Regions from separate parts of the Mus musculus genome. Here all the other regions are linked to region 3. A link is a contact called in public Micro-C and promoter capture Hi-C data. All regions are on one chromosome and are shown on one strand. Each heading gives the region's core, a stretch centred on a gene start, on an enhancer-like site or on the middle of the called end of the contact. The rest is flanking DNA. Distances are from core to core; before and after follow the strand shown. Region 1 holds the start of Cyp4f13 (cytochrome P450, family 4, subfamily f, polypeptide 13). Region 2 has its middle 13 kb from the start of Gm50050. Region 3 holds the start of Zfp563 (zinc finger protein 563). Region 4 holds the start of Cyp4f14 (cytochrome P450, family 4, subfamily f, polypeptide 14).

Evidence for each region. A called contact is a pair of places that touch in the nucleus more often than the background predicts. Capture Hi-C pulls out chosen DNA fragments and counts their contacts.
Region 1: a promoter capture Hi-C map of adipose tissue shows a contact between it and region 3. The contact joins the promoter of Cyp4f13 here to the promoter of Zfp563 in region 3. A contact is called at or near these places in 1 of 39 promoter capture datasets (liver), 6 of 484 Hi-C or Micro-C datasets (the N1E-115 cell line, cortical neurons, embryonic stem cells and 2 more), 3 of 115 datasets of contacts at active chromatin or transcription factors (bone marrow-derived macrophages, memory CD8 T cells and pancreatic cancer cells) and 2 of 9 other capture datasets (adipose tissue and liver).
Region 2: a Micro-C map of embryonic stem cells shows a contact between it and region 3, with 2.7 times the contacts expected there. The contact joins the enhancer-like site here to the promoter of Zfp563 in region 3. A contact is called at or near these places in 3 of 39 promoter capture datasets (the HPC-7 cell line, hippocampal neurons and liver), 2 of 484 Hi-C or Micro-C datasets (the HPC-7 cell line and embryonic stem cells) and 2 of 9 other capture datasets (adipose tissue and liver).
Region 4: a contact with region 3 is called in a promoter capture Hi-C map of adipose tissue. The contact joins the promoter of Cyp4f14 here to the promoter of Zfp563 in region 3. A contact is called at or near these places in 2 of 39 promoter capture datasets (HPC-7-derived erythroid cells and maxillary cranial neural crest), 3 of 484 Hi-C or Micro-C datasets (cerebral cortex, forebrain and granulocyte-monocyte progenitors), 2 of 115 datasets of contacts at active chromatin or transcription factors (memory CD8 T cells and pancreatic cancer cells) and 2 of 9 other capture datasets (adipose tissue and liver).

The regions. Positions count from the first base shown.
Region 1 is chr17:32,945,992-32,948,801 of GRCm38.p6, reverse strand. Cyp4f13 (cytochrome P450, family 4, subfamily f, polypeptide 13) reads left to right here and starts at 1,441. Exons shown (of 13, transcript NM_130882.1): 1 at 1,441-1,489; 2 at 1,799-1,997. The coding sequence starts at 1,800.
Region 2 is chr17:32,876,316-32,879,015 of GRCm38.p6, reverse strand. No RefSeq gene overlaps it. Among named protein-coding and RNA genes, the nearest start is that of Gm50050, 13 kb to the right of the region's middle. Within about 2 kb of position 1,320, at least 38 of the 459 cell types and tissues checked have an H3K27ac peak or open chromatin away from gene starts, as enhancers often do. A contact at or near this core is called in embryonic stem cells, where this site is marked.
Region 3 is chr17:33,087,559-33,090,631 of GRCm38.p6, reverse strand. Zfp563 (zinc finger protein 563) reads right to left here and starts at 1,265. Exons shown (of 4, transcript NM_001024950.2): 1 at 1,153-1,265. The coding sequence starts at 1,155.
Region 4 is chr17:32,916,064-32,918,965 of GRCm38.p6, reverse strand. It overlaps Cyp4f14 (cytochrome P450, family 4, subfamily f, polypeptide 14), which reads left to right and starts at 1,624. Exons shown (of 13, transcript NM_001204335.1): 1 at 1,624-1,821; 2 at 2,077-2,278. The coding sequence starts at 2,081.

The DNA.
Region 1 (2,810 bases), core at 192-2,691, 140 kb after region 3:
GCTTTCATGTACACTTGAGGACTCACCTGCCCAGGGATGGCACCAGGCACAGTGGGCTGGGCCCTTCCACATCAGCCATTAATCAAGAAAATGCTCTATGGACTTCCCTACAGGTATCCTGATGGAAACACTTTCTCGGTCGAGATATCTCTTTCCCAGAAAGGCCAACATGGTACATACTCACTTCTAAGAGGATATTAGCTGCAAAGGATAACTGCGCTACAGTCCACACCCAGAGATGCTAAAGATGGCTCAAAGTGGTACAGATGGGTCTCTCTGGGAAGGAGAAATAAAATAGATTCCAAGGGTGGACTGGGACAGATAGAACAGGAAGGAATAGGTGGGGGTGGGAGAAAATACTGGGAGAACTGGGAGATGGGGGTAGGGCATTTTTGGGGTGAGGAGAAATGACTAGAATGGGAGGCACTTTGGGGGTGAGGTAGAAACCTAGTACAATGGAAACTTCCAGGAGGCCAACCCTACTGAAAACTCCTAGCATAAAACTCCTAGCCTGAACCAGCCCATTTTCAATAACCGGGCAAGGCTTCCAGTTCATTGCTTAGGATACCAAGCCAGCCACAAAACCCTCAGTCCACAATTTGTCTTACCTGCAAGATGTGTTGGGCTAGGTGGCACAGAAGGAACTCGGGGAAGTTGCCAATTTATTACTGGTCCAACTTCAGATCCACACCATGAGAGGAAACCCATGCCTGGCACTGCTGGAGGGTCAGGAGACAGAGGCTGGATAGTCCAGCCACCTAGGATAGAACAAAACATGACCAGCAAAATAAAATAAAATAGAAGTTTCCTGACCCCCAATATTTAACGCATATCTATGACATCAGCCCACGCCCAGATCTGACCTTCAGCCTGTGTCCCCTCTGCTCACGGCCCCTTTTAGCTGTTCCCTCAGATCTCTGAGCTTCAGCCTCACATGAGCTTAACCTACACTCTCTGACCCAGTGGGTTCCAGCAGGGTTGCAATTATTGGTCCACCTAGAACCTAGGGTTCAAGAAGGAAGAAATCGATCTCTGCCAGGCTGTGCAGCTGTTGGGCGTGGGGAGAGGAGAGGAAATGCATTTCAGAGCCTCACAGTTCTGCATGCTGTTACCCAGACAACTATGCAGAGGAGCTAGAGAGATTTATCTGCCACCCCTTAGCCCTTGGAGGGCAGGTGCACTCCTAAACTTGGAATCTCCTTTGTAACTCCTTTGTCTCTGGTTCAGGCAGAAAGGTTAAACGCTGAGGATGCCCCACCTAAGCCTATGACTCTCAGTCTAGTTCCATCCCTTTAAGGTTGGACCCGCCCCCACTGGCCTTGGCTGCCTGCCCAGGCTTGGAGGTTGGGCTGAGGGTTGGAGGGATTGGTTGGTTCAGCCCAGCTGAACTTCCCATACAGCTTCCGGGACAAAATGTTTTCAGAGAAGACAGGAAGTTGTGGAAGATTCGCTGCTCGTGAGAGAAGGTGCCGGGGTGGAAGGCAACAAGGCGAGTTCTGGCTCAGAACAGGGAGAGCTCTGCCCACAGCTGGAATGGCTGTAGGGAGCTGACCTTGGAGACTTTTGGTCTCCTGGAAATTGCGCCCGTAGTTTATTCTTCAGGCTGAGGCCCTCTAGAATGCTAACAGTCCTGCCTGTTGTGTTCTTCCTCTTCTCTCTCAATGTTCATTCTTCTTCCTGCGCTGCCCCCAAGTCCTCCCAGTCTATATCGCTAGCTATATTCCTATCTAGTAAACGGGCCTGTCCCCACCCTTCTCCGGAGCCTCAGAATTTCACCTTCTGCCTATTTGCCCTGCAGGATGCTACAGCTATGTCTGTCCTGGCTGGGAATGGGGTCCCTGACTGCCTCTCCGTGGCATCTACTGCTGCTGGGAGGGGCATCTTGGATTCTAGCCCGAATTCTGGCCTGGATCTATGCCTTCTATGACAACTGCAGTCGCCTTCGTTGCTTCCCTCAGCCCCCTAAACCGAGCTGGTTCTGGGGTCACTTGGCCTTGGTGAGTGTGGCAGTAGGTAGGTCTCTGGGTAGATGTGTTTCCAACGTGTTTGGAAAGATACTGTGGCACTTGGGTCAGGAGAGGTTTGGAACACAGGACAGTAGAGAAGTGAGGGGAGACATAGGGAGACCTCTCCGCCCCAGCAGCCAGTCCACTCTTGCCTTGCCTCTCCAGGATCCGAGCCTTTCTCCTTTCCTCCCTTCCTTGCTCCCAGCCTGCTTTAGGTCACATTATGATCAAAACTCATGATCTGAGGTCTCTTCCCCTCGTTAATGCAAAACTGCTCCCAGGATGGGCAGCACAGAGCAGGGACAGCCCCAGTCCACTCAGTTTCCACCGAAGAGTTTGAGGCTTCAGTGCATCATGCCAAGATCTGGCCCCTGCCTAGTCCATCCTTGTCCTTGGGCTAGTGTCTGTACCCGATGGGCAGAGAGAGATGTGAGTAGTATCTCTTCCCTTAAACTCCTCGGGGCCTGATGCTTTCTTATCTTGCTCTTCACTCTCAAGAACCATCAGTGGACTCTATTTTCCAATTTGAGCAGTAGTTGAGCTTTTTGGTTTTGTTTATGGTACTGAGTTGAAGCAAGCTCTTGGCCGCTGGGCTGCATCCCAGTCTGACTGTTCTTTTTCACCAGGGACCCTTCTGGCCTCTCCAGTTGTGGTTACACTTCCACTGGCCTCATTCCTAGTGCCCCTTGCTCCATGCTGCACTGGTTCCCTACTGCCAGAGTCACACTTAACATTTCAGTGTCACCTAAAAGGGTTTCACCTCCAATACCATCGATTCAAACGCTGCTTTCTCCCATAGCCCCT
Region 2 (2,700 bases), core at 71-2,570, 210 kb after region 3:
GCAGCTAGTCGGAAGCTGTCGCGCCACCCAACCTGAGGCAAGGACAATGGCAAGGACAGCAGCACTTTTCAGCCGCCACGCCCCATAATGGCTCTGGGATGTCCCTAGATATGAACTCAACAGATTAAGATAGAGGTCACCTACCCAGAGTTCCCCTACTGTGCTTTAAATCAGGCCTGCGAGCTCACTTCGGGGGGGTCTCTCTGTCTTTATCTTGGTAGTGGGAGACCCCAGCATGATGGACTTCTGCAGAATAAAACACTGTGTTTACATACTACTTGAATCCCCTGTATCATTCTTCGGACAATCATGAACCCTTACACCATTAAGATGCCTATCTAGCCCTGCAGTCCTTTTGGAAAATACTTGGCTTTTGGAATTGGCTTTGAGGAAGACCACAACAGCCAAAGAGTAGGAAGCCAAATATTGCCGCTGATTATAGTTCTGAAAGTGTAAGACCCGAAAAGCCTTACGTCCGGGATGTCCCACTCACAGAGACGGAGATCGATGCAAAAAGCAAGAGGTTTATTAATCCACCCTGCTGGGGTCGTTCTGAAATCAGGATAGAAGCAACCCTGAGTAGCTAAAGCACACACCTTTTATACATTTTTTAGAGCAGTTCTCAGTCACAGTTTAGGGCTGGCAGTTTATCACTGGTTAACCTTTAACTGCATTAAGGGGGCAGACTTAAGGACCGGAGACATTGTGTGGGCTTTTCTATACAATCGGAAGACTTAGCACACCTTGCAGTGAGGCAAATTCTGGGAAAAGAACACATTTACTTAACTTTTTTACAACCATGGTCATTTTGAGCTACCACAAATCTTACAAAAGGAGTTTCCCACCGAGCCCCAAGGTCTGTAACTGCCTTCATGGCCAGTGTGATTCCTTCATTAATCCCTGCTGGTGCTCAATGTCCTGCATGGACGACAGCGGGATTCTGGGATCGGGAAAGATCAAGAGTCTGTAATTTGAGCTCTACCTTGCCTGGTTCAAGTTGCTTCCTCTGTTCCTGGGTCTTGAGGAGGTGGGTCCAAGGTGTTACTTGAGCGCTTGTATTGATTGGCCAACGAGGAGTTTGTTCTGTGAGTGAGGCATTCTGCCACTATCAGATCTGTTTCTTTTCCTGCGCATTTTAGGTACCTGTGTGTTCTTTGAAAGCAGATCCTAGAGCACAGTCCTTGGCCTCCAGGTCGCATTCATTGACTGCAGGAGTGGCAGGAGGACACCAGGACACGAAAAGACAGGAAATGGTGAATGCTGTTGAGCGTCCCAGGTGTGGGAGGAGGCAGCTGCAACCTGGAGGCGGTAAGGGATACCGCTGATACTGCTTGCCGCTGAGTCTGGTCTGTCCCCGCTGGCCCCTGCTGCTTCTGGCATCCTGCTAGAAGGAGCTGGGCCAGCAGGCAGAGCTTCGGGCCTTTCCTTATCTGAGCTTTGGGTGTTGCAACGTCTCTTAGCTTAGCGCGTGCTGCCCGGGTCCCCTACAGTCTGGGTCGTGAGTGGGCCGCCTTAGGAGTCGAACTGGGGCTTTTTTGCAGAGATGAGGGAGGGGGATCTACGTGGATGGTAGCTGTTAATTCACTGCCCTGCTCTTTACCTAAAACCTCGCCACACTCCCATGTAATGTCTCAGGATGCAGCTACTAAGAGTATCTGTGACTCTCAATATTATAAACAAACAAAACGGGGCAGAGAAGCATCCGGACACAATGACAGCCGGAGACCACTTTTTTGGAATAGCACGGCTTTATTCCCTGGATGAGTTGAGTGCACCTAACAGGGCTCGGGGACTTACACAGGAAGTTCAAGCTTTTTATTGGTTCGGTTCGGTTCCATTGGGAGCAGAGGGTTTGGGAAACTCCATATCCGGTCTTCTTGTTTCTGCAGGTAGAGCGGAATTAACGGTCATGCTGTGGTTAAGAACTCCATATGACTAGGCGCCTGCACAACCTGGCTCAATTTCTCATAAACCTCAAGTCATGAGCTAAACCTCAGCTGCAGTTAAGGTGGGGAAAACGACTGGATGCAGGATAGCTTAGAGTCATGGCTCTCTAGTCTTTTGTAAGGGGGTGGGGAGTTGGACTTTTCCAGACAGGGTTTCTCTGTGTAGTTCTTCTGGCTGTCCTGGAACCCACATTGTGAACCAGGCTGATCTCAGACTCAGAAGTCTCTCTGCCTCTCCAGAGCTGGGAGTAAAGGCTTGCACCACCACACCCAGCTTCAGGGCTCAAGTGTCTATCTGTTCCTTCTCCGATGCTTTTTCACACTGCCCGTGCTTAGCGTAGGTCTGCCTGTGGTTATAGATTATGCCTTAGGTTATAGCTGCCTGAGGCTTGATATTATAATTCACCCAGTGAATCTCTTCTCAGCTCCCTTTCTGTCAAACCTATAACATCATTCATCTTACAGTGACCACAAGAGCCTTGAGCCCGTTATGTCAGGCAACAGACAGACACGTTTGTGTTATTGAAGCTGGCATTCCCAACCTGTGCCCCAAGTCAGGCCCAGCCCCCTGTTCTCAGTAAGCCAATAAAGAAGAGCCAAATATTGGTGAAAAGCAGAAAAGATGCATTCAGTGTCTGTACATTGGAAAGTGTTAACGCCTGGGGAACTGCTGCCTGCCTGTTTAGCAAGCCACTGCATGCTGCTATTGCTGTCACTAGGAGACTTCCTCATGTCCAGGTTGATTGCATATTCT
Region 3 (3,073 bases), core at 16-2,515:
TTTCTTGGAATATACAGGGGGGAAAAATCTACTCTTCTTTCTATTCTGTGGACCTGGAGTATTAGAACCGTATACTGAGATTTCTTTCTGTCGTCTCATCAGTAGGCAGAAGGGAAACACTGACTCATTTAAGCACAACAGGGTGAAAAGAGATTTACTGTGGCCTTAGTCAGCCTCAAGGTTATTTAGTACCCTGATCTGCCTCCCCTACATTAAATTCTTCTGTATCAAGGGCACGGCATGTTGATGTATTCCTATAACCTTATCACTTAGGAGGCTGAGGAAGGACTGTTACTTTGTGTCCAGCCTGGGCTACATAATGAGATTTTTTGTCTTAAAATAAAACAAACAAAAATATATCACCATAAACAACATGAACAAAATAACCCATGCTTTTGCAAATACAGGAAGGAAAGCTTTGAAGCTCTGCAAACTGCCTTTCAGGTCATTTTCCCACATCTTTCGTGGATATCACCAGGCTTCCTTCTAGCCCATTCTACAGGTAAGGTGGCTTAGTCATCACTTGCTATTCTCCTCAAAGCATACTTTATTATATTTTAGAATGGTTGGGCAGAGTTCTTTTCTGCAGCGATAGACGATAGACTGTAACCTGGACTTGTGAAGTAAATAAACCATATTTTCAAGTTACTTTTTTTTTTTCCTCTTTGAGACAGGGTCTATGTCCTAACTGGCCTTCAATTCGTCATCATGTCGTATGGGCTGGTGTAGTGGTCATGTGTTAACATGCCCATCTACCTGTACTTTACAGGAGGCGTCTCGCTGAGGAGACAGAAGTACAGGATTCTGCAAGAGATGGGGCTGCCCGCCGGGGTCCTGCCACCTAGAGTGCAGAGAAACCCTGAGTCCCGCAGCACCCAAAGCAATGTAGGACTGAGGATGTAGGACTGAGGCATCTACCCGGGGAACACCCGGCGCCCCTTACATTGCCCCGACGTTCGCCTCGTCTGCTCCCGGGCCCTCTTGTAGTTTCAAGAAGGCTCCAGAGGTCAGCTGTCCCGGAGCCAAAGAGGCTTAACCGTACCCGCTGCCCTCTCAGCTGACCAGACCGTGCCAGGAAGAAAGATGGCGGGTGAGGCATATCCGCTTTCTGCCGGCGTTCCTGATTGGACAGCTGGCCGTAAGGACACTTACCATAGCTGAGCCCAAGGCTTGCTGGGGCCTTAGGAATGATCCTGGTGTTGGCAGCCACACAACACGGACCCTGAACGGATACCTGTGACTCCCTCAGCTGGCAGAACTCTATCACCACAATAGTCTGGCAAGTAAGAGAAGGCCGGTGAGGAACGTCCGCTTCACCAATCGGCGCTTCTGATTGGATAGCTCGTGCTGTGCTCCGTGGTACTAATTGGATAAGCGATCAGACACCCCCCCCCCAACCCCCCCACCCCCCCCCCCCCCACACACACACACATTAGAGCTTGGTGGTAAACTCTTAATTTAATAAGTGGGGCACACATGCCATATTGCAGCCAAAGCTCTCATGGCCCGGGCAGAAATCCACTCTTTTTTCTTTTTTTTTTTCTTTTTTTTTTTTGTTTTTTGTTTTGTTTTGTTTTTCGAGACAGGGTTTCTCTGTATAGCCCTGGCTGTCCTGGAACTCACTTTGTAGACCAGACTGGCCTCGAACTCAGAAATCTGCCTGCCTCTGTCTACCAAGTGCTAGGATTAAAGGTGTGCACCACCACGCCCCGCATCCGCTCATCTTGATAACTGCATTTAAAAAGAATTTAGACTTGGTTTTTCCAAAGAAGAGCTTTCCCACTTCCCCCTGGAAACTAAGTCTGGAGTCTGCTTATTTAAAGTCAGATTTAGTTAGTGTACCATGGACAGAACCTTAGAGAAAGGGTACCTAGGCCTGCCACAGAGATAAAGGGATACCCAGCCAGGGCAGGTCCACTGGTCTAATGTCACCCATGAGAAACTTGAGATGATGTAGTCTGCATGATAGCAAAAGCTTTCCCCTTCCTTTTCACTCAGTCCATACATTTTTCAGCCAAGAAAAGAGAAATATACCAAGAGAATATACCAAGAGAAAACAGTTATGAATATGAAAAGTGCGGTTACATAGTAGCAGTCATAAGGTTCTCTAGGGACACAGGAATCAGTTCGTTTGCTCTGCCAATTAAAGCATTTTTATTCAAATTTTAAAGAAAAAATCCCAGGGAAGCAAAGTTGTAAGTCACTGCATCTGCTGGGATAGGGACCATTGCCTGGGAACAGGCACTGCAAGTTCAGCAACATGGAATAGATATATTTACCCCAAAAGATGGGCCTATCAGTTTTCCTGTCTTTGTTCAAACTGAACATCCCTAAGTTAGAAAGACTCTTCAAAGTTTCCGGATCTCTGCCTTTCTGTGTCCCCACCCCCCACCCCACCCCCACCTTCTTGTACATTTGTTTCTTTACTACTAGGAAGAGCTGTTCTTTAGTTGATTCTGCCTGCAGGGTCTGAGATTTCCCCTGTTGCTACCTGTTGCGCTGAGATTTTTTTTTTTTTTTTTTTTTACTCTTAATTCTTTAAGTGGCAGAGAAAACAAACCCTATCAAGATGGTAACAAACACGTATTTAGTAGGTTATGACCACTATCTGAAATTTTTTTAAAAAAAGTTATATCTGTCTCAGTTCATGGGTCAGAAAGGTGAGCTGACCCATCTGAACCTCAGAGAGGCTGATATGGTCTACACTAGGGAGTAGGAATTCGGTTAGGAAAAACAGCATCTTGTTAAAGGGATAATTTTCTGCATACGTCTTTAGCACAACTTAAGGTGAGCCCACCTTCCTAGGAATGTTCCTAACTTTCAGAGGTATGGTCCCCTGGTCAGGTTATTGACAGGCCCAAGTGAATTAACTTTTATATTTTAGATAGCTTGGAATGTTAGGCCAGAGATTTTATTTCATTGACCAGAGGAACTAGGTTTTTTTTTTTTTTTCCTAGTAGTCCTTTATTGCTGCTGTCCAGTTCTAAACAGTAGCCCTAATATTATTTAGGAAATGGGCTGAAATTGGATGTGTTGAGCATTTAGATCTGTAAAGTCCAAAGCTGTTCACCAC
Region 4 (2,902 bases), core at 375-2,874, 170 kb after region 3:
TAAGTCTCTCTTCTCCTCCATGTCTTCCCAGACTAGCTTTCCTCCTCCTCCTCCTCCTCCTCCTCCTCCTCCTCCTCCTCCTCCTCCTCCTCCACAGAACTGTCTTCTCTTCCCCTCTCATCCCTTCCCTTGCATTTCTTTGAGTATTCCTTCCCCTCTCTGCTCTGTCCCCAGCCCAAGTAGTCCCTACTCCTGTCCACTGTCCCTGGAGGTGCTTGTTCTCCTCTGAGCTCTTGTAAAAGATAAGTTAGAAGGATGGGGTTGTAGCCCAGTTTATACAGTGCTTGCCTAGCATAGAAGAGGGCCCTAGGCTTAATCTCCAGTTCCACATAGACTGAGGATAGTGTAGCACACTTGTAACTCCAGCACTCAGGCTTGGAATTATGAGTTTTCAAAGTTTAAGTCATCCTTAGCAACATAGCATTAGACACTGTCTCCAAACTCAAAATACATAAATTAACGATCATAAAGAAGAATAAATATTAACTAAAGTGCTATTTGGAAAAGCGTTATTTTCTATTTAAGAAAAGGAAGGTGGTGGTGCATGTCTTTAATTCAAGAATTCGGGAAGCAGAGGCAGGTAGATCTCTGTGAGATCAAGGCCATCCTGATCTATAGAGCAAGTTCCAGAACAGCCAGGGTTGCTCACAGAAACTGTCTGAAAAAGATCAGAAAGAAAGGAAAGGGAAAGACTAAGAAAGAAGGAAGGAAGGAAGGAAGGAAGGAAGGAAGGAAGGAAGGAAGGAAGGAAGGAAGGAAAGAAACTAGAGAGATGACTAAGCAGTTAGAGTGTTTGCTACTCTTCAAGAGGATCAGTTTCACTCACCCATCCATATCAGGTGGCTCACAACCACCTGTAACTCCAGCTATAGGGGAGCAGATTTCCTATTCTGGCTTTCACTGGCATAGGGGTACATGCACGCACACACACACACACACACACACACACACACACACACACACACACACACACACACAGAGGAACAGCTTCATCTCCCCCTGGATGTCACCTCTTCAGGGTCTCTCTCAACCCTACAGGACTCCCCTACTTGGTGCCCTTTCCAGCTCTAACCATCCCAATCTCACTGCATTCTTGATCTTTAATATTGGACCTGAAAATCCCAACTGGGGATCATTCTTTGTTTCTGCTTCTAAAAGTACTGCTGAGGAGACTGGACTTGAAATCCACCAGGCTGAGCAGCTGGTGGGCAGGCTCCAATCCCATAGCCTTCTAATGCTCTACTGAAAATTGGTGCCTGCCATCCTCACAACCCATTTCGACAAGAGCTCAGGAGATGATTGGGAACCAGGTTGGCCACATCCTGATCACCAACCTTGTAGATTCCAAAGTTCACCCTTTTACTTAGTGTACCACGCCCTTGGAGGAGCAGGGATGCTGGGAATACATAACCCAGAGCCAACCTTGTCTCACCATAGTCCTAAGATTCAGATGTCCGTGTTTTTGCAAGCCTATGACAATTCTCCTTTGCGGCAGGCTGATCCTACCCCCATCTTGGCCACTTTCCCAGGCAAGGAGGAGGCATCCAGGCTAGGCAGGGATTGGCTGGCATAGAATGGCCCACCCTCCAAGCATCAAGAAGCAAGGGATAAAAGAGTCCCAGAGGAGAGGGAAGGTATGGTAGATGCCTGTTCCTGAGAGGAGGTGCCAGGCTGGGGGTGGTTATATTTTAGGGACCTAGCCTGGAACAGGGAGGGTAAAACTCAAGGCCAGGCCAGGGCAGAAGGCCAGCTGACCAAGCAAGAATGCCACAGGGAGCCAGCTGGCCTTGGGGATAGTAGTTTCTGAATAACTGAAGCCTGGTTAGTTTTGCATAATTTAGGGAGGTATTAACTCCAATCAATCTCTCTGCTCCTTCTTGCTTTGCTAGCTCTGGTTATTCCCCTCACCAGCATACCCCTCCTCCCCCTATTCATCTTCTTCTCCACTCCTGTACCTCTTCACCCAACATTTCCTTGGTTCTCAAGTCTCCTTTCTGCTCTATCCTCTGTCCAGTGTCTTGAGATTATTGTCCCTTTCCGGGACCTCAGTTACTCACTGCACATTTATTCACCCAGCAGGATGTCACAGCTGAGCCTGTCCTGGTTGGGACTGGGGCCCGAGGTGGCCTTCCCATGGAAGACCCTGCTACTGCTTGGGGCCTCCTGGATCCTGGCCCGGATTCTGATCCAGATCTATGCTGCCTATAGGAACTATCGTCACCTCCATGGCTTCCCTCAGCCCCCCAAACGGAACTGGCTTATGGGTCACGTGGGCATGGTAAGAATGGCAGGATGGGTGGGAGTGTCAAAGTGGACAGACTTTCGAGGGACCAGGAATGGGACTCGGAGTGATGGAGAAGGTTAGGTGATATTGACCTTTGGTGTGTCTTTCCAAGCCTTTCTCACCCCCTGTACTCTCACCATAGGCTGCTCTGGTATTTCTATCTTTCTCTCACTGAAGGATGCAGAGAGATTCTCATGGTGGGATATACAGAGTGAGAACTCCTGGCATTTCCTCAGTCTGCTGTTGGATTTGAGGTTCCAGAAGGACTGCGACTGTTTCTTTCCCTTTGTGTGAGCCCATCTCTGTCCTGTGGTTTTCTAGTATTGATCTTTGATCTCTCTCCTACACTGCACATAGGTGGGGCCCAGCTGGGCTACAGCAGAGCTGCAAGCTGACTTCCCACTGCCCCCTCCCTGGGCCACTTCCTCCTTCTCATGCTTTCCTTCCCTAAGATAGACAGTGGGTCCTGCCTTGCTACCTGGATAAAAGCTGTCCTTCACCCTCCCATGAACCTTCCTTTACCCCACCCTTTACTCCATACTATGGACTTTGATTTATATCTGCTCTTCCACTTAGGTGGCTTAGCCCTAGGTATTTTGCTTGCAAATGGCTCAATGT